Regions from separate parts of the Gossypium hirsutum genome. Here region 1 is linked to region 2. The links are chromatin contacts, called in public Hi-C maps. All regions are on one chromosome and are shown on one strand. The core of a region is the stretch at or near the end of the contact, and the rest is flanking DNA. Distances in the headings are between cores, read along the strand shown. Region 1 holds the start of LOC107896967 (transcription factor bHLH128). Region 2 holds the start of LOC107903760 (mitochondrial import inner membrane translocase subunit PAM16 like 2).

What was found. Hi-C and Micro-C count contacts between places; a contact is called where the count stands out from the background.
Region 1: a contact with region 2 is called in a Hi-C map of leaf, with 1.6 times the contacts expected there. The contact joins the promoter of LOC107896967 here to the promoter of LOC107903760 in region 2.

What each region holds. Positions count from the first base shown.
Region 1 is chrA10:77,548,125-77,551,568 of Gossypium_hirsutum_v2.1, reverse strand. LOC107896967 (transcription factor bHLH128) reads right to left here and starts at 1,996. Exons shown (of 6, transcript XM_016822289.2): 1 at 1,457-1,996. The coding sequence starts at 1,814.
Region 2 is chrA10:77,104,636-77,108,469 of Gossypium_hirsutum_v2.1, reverse strand. It overlaps LOC107903760 (mitochondrial import inner membrane translocase subunit PAM16 like 2), which reads left to right and starts at 2,490. Exons shown (of 4, transcript XM_016829908.2): 1 at 2,490-2,725. The coding sequence starts at 2,723.

The sequences.
Region 1 (3,444 bases), core at 747-3,246, 440 kb before region 2:
AGCAAAAAACCATTGTGGGTTGCATTGATTGGCTATCTATAACTTTCCCTAACCAACCGTTAATTTCATTCTTTCTTTTATTTTTCATTCTCTTTTGCTCTTTACCCACCTTTTTGTATTCATTCAAGCAACACACAAACACAATATCAAAGCTTTTGGATTATTTATTTCTATGTTTTTTTATTAGATCTGTGCGCCAGATATATACAGATTAATAAGTATCACATTCAATACAGTAATTGACAATTTTATCTATCATTTCTAATATATTAAATGAAACAAATTATGAATTTTTGAAGGATTAAAAGTGTAAACTACAACACCCCATGTTGATATACACTTCTTTACTTCAAAGTGCCTTTGTCTTTTGCAACATTTAGCTTTTTAACTATGCAGTCTAAAGATAGATCAAAAAGAAAATAGTATAATTTTATATCATTTCAACTTTTGTGAATAAAAATTATTTAAAACTTACTAAAAAAGTTAAAAAAATTATTAGTAGTATCAAATATTAATTCATCTATTTAAAAAATAATTATCAGCAAAGTTTAAGAAGCTAACGTATATTTTATTTATTAATTTTTATTTTTAGTGTAATTTAAAGATACTTGACAACTTCTGTTTAGGGTGGAGAAAAAATTATCGAAGAAATAAAAATCAATCCAAACCGATTAACTGGATCAAACCAAATCAAATTCTATTTTTATTTAATTTATAATTAATTTATTTTTTTCTTATGATATAAAAAGAAATATTTTATATTTAAAATACTACGTACAAAATTATTTTTTAAAAATACCATATAAAATTTCTTTATTATTTTTTATTTGTTTGAAAAATTATTTTTTGGTAAAAATATTCATGAAGAAAATATTAAAACTTAAGAGTGAAAAAAATCATAAAACAAACCCTATTTTATAAAATTAAAATTGAAAGACGGAAATTCAAATTCAGTATTAAAAACCCACTTTGACAAGCTAGGAATTTTATTTTAAAATGGAAATAACCCAGTTTTGCTTTGCTTCATTCAAGAACTAAAATGTTTAATCAATATTGAAAATGGACGTTGAAATATAACATTTTGGAGATTAATAATTATTAAAGACAACAAAGTAAACTAGATTAGGATTAATAAAAATAAATCTGCAACGGTAAATCATGAGTTACATAAGACACCAAATCAAATTAAAGCAATCTTTTCTTTAAAGGTGAGATTCATTATTACTCTAATTTTCATAATTAAACTGAATAGAAAGTGACATTCGGGTCAACTTAAACATTTCGTCAACGCTTAGCATAATAATGGCGGTGAATTATTCAGGCCAAGGAAAGCCACCAATCAAAAGGAAAGGAAGCCATGAAAAGTCAAAAATACCCCTAAGTAGATAATGATTAATCAGATAAACAAGGACAAAACGGTCGCTTTCAAAAGGAAAAAAAAGGGAGGAGGCGTTACCGTTTTCCGATGTGAGGTGACTAAGGAAACCGGCGGGGGAGCTGCGTTGTCTGAGCAGAGAGGAAGAAGAAGGTGCAGGGTAAGATCCATGGGGATGATGCGGAGGAGGATGAGGAGGGGCAGGAGCAGCAGCAGCAGCTGATTTAGGCTCTCGCGGATCGTTGGATGAGCTGACTTTACAAGTTGACTCTGAAGTTAAAGAGGAGGAGTCAGCGGCGGAGAAGTAGTGGCCGACGAGGTTAGGGTCCGCTCCGATGACGGAATCAACGGCGTTGGCCAGAAAGGAGCCGGGAGCAGAACCGTAACGGGTGAGCCCGGATTGACCCATGGGCTTTTGAGACGAAGATGATGGATACATGGCTTTGGTAGCGTGGAGAAATGGGAGAACTAGGAAGGGAAATTATACAAGTAAAAGGAGAAATCTTCTTTTTTTCAAAGCTCAAAGGAGTACATAAAATGGAGGGATGGCTTGGACGCTTGATGGGGAAATGTCGTATGGAGGTTATGCTTCCATCACACGGTGGTGATTTTTGTTACGTCACCACAACTAAATTGTTTTTTAGTTCTTATCTGAGTTGGCATAATTCACGTGCTCTTTGATTTTCCGTTTTTGTTCTTTTGCCGAGTTGGACTATTGTTGATTTTATTATTAATATATTTAAATAATTTTACTGTCAAATTTTGATTCGAGTCGTGCTTAACACTCACTCTAATAAAATTATTTTATTATTTTATATTATAACTACATCTAATTTTTATTTACTTTAATTTCTCGTAATTTATAAAAAATTAGTAACTTAATCTAATTCCTCTACTTTTGCTAATTTCTTGTCCATAAATTCTTAAATTATTCATCTTTACTAATTATATATAAATTGTTGAATTACGTACTAATTTTTAAGTTAGCAGAGGTAAATCTAAGGGGATAGGTAACTCAAAAATAACAAATAAAAAATTCAATTGAGTCTTCTTATAAATTGTATTTTGTCCCCTAAAATAATTTTTTTTAATTTAATCCTCTTATCAATAAAAAAAATTATAAATTGATACATTTAAAACTTATATTTTAATTTATGAAAAAAATTATAATTAAATCTCGACCCTGCTAATTTTTCTATTTGCACTTGTTTAAAAGTATTACCCATATAGACTAAATTCTAAATTTTTATAAATTATAAAGACAGCATTCTAACAAAGAAGCTATCAATTTTCAAAGGGATGAAGTTAAAAACTAAACTTTATAAATAAAAATAGAATCCATTTTATGTAGAAAATTTCATTAATCTTACAAAGTAAATAAATTTAATGGGCAAAAAAGTAATATTTAGATTTATATTCTAATTTGTTAATTCATTTTTCACAAAAGATATCATTTGCATATAAAATAAACTTTACATGTTAATAATAACTAGTATGGTTTTCAACTCATGCTTCGTATTGGGTTAATTAATTTTGAACTAGTTAGTTAAATTTTAATGGTTACAACATTCTCCAAGTTTCTATACTCTTTGTATATTTGAAATTTAATCTCCATTTTTTAAAGAAATTAGTTCCTTTATCTTTCAAACATAAAAATTTAGATTCAATTGTTAACACCATTAAAATTCTTCACTTAAATTTGTTAGTGTGACATTATAAACTTAGAAAAAGAAAGTACCCACTTGATAATCATGTCACTAAAAAATGGACTTAAATTTAACAAATAATTTAACGATGTTAACAATTCTTTAAATTTACATTAGCATTTTGATTAGAATAAAATATTTAGATTAACTCATGATCTTATAAACGTTGAGACACTAACTTATGTATAAAAAATTCAAATATAAAGATCAAATCTCAAAGTTTAACATAGTATAGGGACTAAAATTAAAATTTGACTATTTTTATATAATTAAAAAGTAGAAGGAACCAAAATTGAAAATTAGTCATTTGTCAAAAATGAAAAAGAGAAGCAAGGCAAGTGTCAAAAGGAAGAGGGACCGAAA
Region 2 (3,834 bases), core at 1,241-3,740:
GTACAAAGCCAGAATGGTACAAATGAGTAGTTTTCTGATAAAGAAATAAGCAAAATGAAAATTTTCAATATGTTCTGGCATTGGTTATGAAAAAATATAATATTTTTATGTGGATGTAATAATCTTTAAATATCTTATTAGTCTAACAATTCATGAGAATTTGATATGCTTCTAATTGTTGTTATTATAGCATTTTATACGAATCATTATGTAGTGAAGTTTTTATGTTAAAATCCTTAAAAGATTTAGAACACTAGAAGCAAATAAAAATTCCAAAGAAATTGTTCAATACACTTGAGTAAATTTTTATATGAACTAGAATTTTTTGAACATATGTATTTTTTTTATAAAATGATCATGATCAAAGTTTGCTATAATTATTGTTGAACTTCCTGAAGAGATCAAAATATATTTTCATAAATTTTGTTTTTGCTCATGAGTACTTTTAGAAAAATAATGATATGAACATTTAACAAATATACTCAAGTGATCATTTGAAAAACTAGTATTCAAGAATGAAATACGTAGAATCTAAGATACTATATGATGTTATCATGAAGGGGAATAAATACATAATTGAGGTTTTGCCCCACTAGATTTTTCGAATAAGGTTTTTAATGAGGCAATATGTTATGCGTGTTATAAATATATATTTTCTTTTTCCTTCACTAAGAATTTTTTTCACAAGGTTTTTATCTTAATAAGATTTTAATGTGACATATTATCTTTTGATAGACATCCAATGGAGAGTGTCATAAATATTTTATTATTATAAAGTGGATATCCATTAAAATAAGAAATTTAATATACTTTAGGACTCCGATGTCCATTAGGAGTAAAATTTTATTTCATTTATATTTCTTATGCCTATAAATATAAAATTTGGAGAAGCACTATAAATATTCATAATGATAAATAAAATACTTATTTCTCTCATAATCTCCTCCAATTCCTTGTTTCTTTACTTTCTTGGGTAAAATACAAAAATGGTGTCTAAACTATTGACTTTGTTCTCTTTTGGTCACTTAACTATTAATTTTTTCGATTTCATCACTAAACTTTTTGAAATTAAATATCTTAGTCACTCTCCCGCTAGTTGTCATTAGATGATTGACGAAAAAATGGCGTGATTTTTTTTATTGGTTTAATAATAAATTTAACCCTTTAATATTTACACATTCTATTAATTTGATCCTAAATATTAAAAAAATCAACAAATTTAACCTCTAATGTTTACAAAATTTATCTTTTAAGTTCAATTTTTAGAAAAGCAAATTACTAAACTAATTTCATAAAAAACTTTGATATATAAAAATATTATTTTATTTAATATAATAATTAAAAACTCGTTACCAAATCACTATATAATTACATTTTCCCCTAAATTTTTATTTAAAACATTTTAAAATTAAATTATAAACTTCAATTTTGACATTTTATTTTTAATTTTGTTAAATTTATTAATCACAATTACATCTTCATTTCAAAATTTGGTATACTTTTTAACTCAGTTAAGAGTAAACATAAATCATACTTTTATACATCATAATTTTTTTTTCATCAAATACTAAATTAATTCCTTGGATGCAGGCCATAGCTACAATCTCAGTTTGTTTGAAAAGACGGCAGTGGAAATCAAAACGTCTCTTACGGGCCGAGTAAATCCGTGGAGACTTTGCACAGTTACGCAGGCTGTAAATTGTAATCTTTTCTACTGGTTACACTTTACAGTCAAATGGGCAACTTCTTTGTGTTGCAAGGTGAAAGAATGCATACTCGAGCCGACATTACTTTCCATCTTCGACACTCTCAGCTTGACCTTTTGGGTGCTAACCTATGACAGAATTATTAGTTAATCCTTACATTTATTAGTACTTTAACATATATTAGTTAAGTTTGAGAAAGCTATGGAATGCATGCATGCTTTCTGACATGGGAAGTGAGCTACGGAGTAATATTCGTACCTTGTGGTGAAGACAGCTACACAATAACAATCCAGAAGAGCAAGAAGGTGGGTTGTTCAGAGTAAAAATGCTAAATTTATTGATCTTTTTTAAAATATTGTTGAATAAATTTGTTGATTTTTTTATATATATATATTTAACATCCAATTGATAAAATTATTGGAAAATATGTGATGCTTAAATTTTTATAGTGTTAAATTTATTATTAAACTAATAAAATAACCCACATCAACTCCCCCATCACTTATCTAACTACGATTAAGGGTGAGTGAGTAAAATATTTAATTTCAAAAAATTTAATGACTAAATTAATAATAAAATAATTAAAATAGAAGAAAATCAATAGTTTAATAATTATTTTTGTACTTTACCCTTCTTTCTAAAACATTTTGAATTTGTTTAGCAGAATTTCGTTGTTGGATTCTAAATCCAAAAGATTTGGGCTTTATCACTCATCGATTAATGCAATTTAGCCCAAAAACAATTTGGGTTTCTTACATAAATAATCATTAAAAAAAAAAGAGGAAAGAATCTAACAATTCCAGGCTCCGTAAAAGGTATGGAAGTCGCATAAACTTTCATTAAAAAAAAAAGACCCCCGAAAAAGACTGCTTCGCTTTCTCGAATTTTCCTTCTCCGTTTATCCCTTTTTTCTAAATTTTCTTCCGACAGAAATCAATTTTGTTTTCCCCTTTTTCTTCGGGGTAAAAAGAACCTTTCTCATATAAATCATTGATTAGCTCGAATTTCGATCCATTATGGTACGTTTCTCTATTACCCTTCTCTAATATTTGATCTAATGAATCAGTTGTATGATTTTTCTTCTCTTTTTGTATTTCATTTCGATGAATTATTGTTAAATACAGACAATTATAATGGAACAGAATGTTAAAAATGCTCTTTCTGAATGTTTGTTTGGATGTTTTTAGTTTGCTTGTAAACTTTTAGGTAATTGAGATTCATGATTCATCAATAACTTGGTTAGTAATTTCCTGATAATCTGCTACAGAAGTTATGGATGTTATTGTCTTGGACATAATCTTGTTTCAAGTTAAAATGATCTGGTTCAACTTTTTGCTCTTTTTTAGTATCAGTATGAATTTCGGTTTTTGATTTTGGAAGCGAGTGATATAATTCGAAAGAGTAGGCCAGTTTACAGTGTGTAGTCGAGCTCAAATCATTCAAAACTCGAGCTGAAATGCAAGGCTTGAAGCTCAACTTGAGTTTGATTGAATTTTGCTTTTATAACTGAAGCAATTTGAGATAATAGTCGAACTGGATGAGCTTACTCAATTAAAGTAAAATATAAACTCAGTTTCTATACTCAAGTTTGGATTTGAATTGAAACATTTAATAGTAATTAAAAAGAAAAGGCTCGATTAAGCTCTTAAACTACTTGAGTCAAATACTCAAATTCAGCTCTTTCACTAGCTCGAGATTTGGTCAAGCTGAAATCAAGTTTTTTCAAGCTGAGGCCAAATAGCTTTTGTAATACGAGTGTTTCTTTTGCTCTCTTAGATCTACTAAGGTTGGAGCTTAGTTTTTAGTGCTCTTAAAACCCCAAACTTGAGTGATTTTGCTTGTTGTGTATGTCAATTCTTGCTTCAGTGTCTCTATCTATCTTTCCTTTCTTAATTTTGATGTTATAGGGTGTAACTGTTTTTGTTTGCTATAGTTTGTCATAGGCATCAGCTTCCTTAGTTTTGGACTCTATATTCATTTTATTTTTAAGAATCCAAATGGATCTCAATTCCCAATTGAATCTAGTTACATTAGGTTTTAAATAGGTTTAATGCTTAGTTTTCCCAAACCACCAAATCCGGCATTAAAGTGAGTTGTTGTTAGAATGATTGGGGTAGCATCATTATTC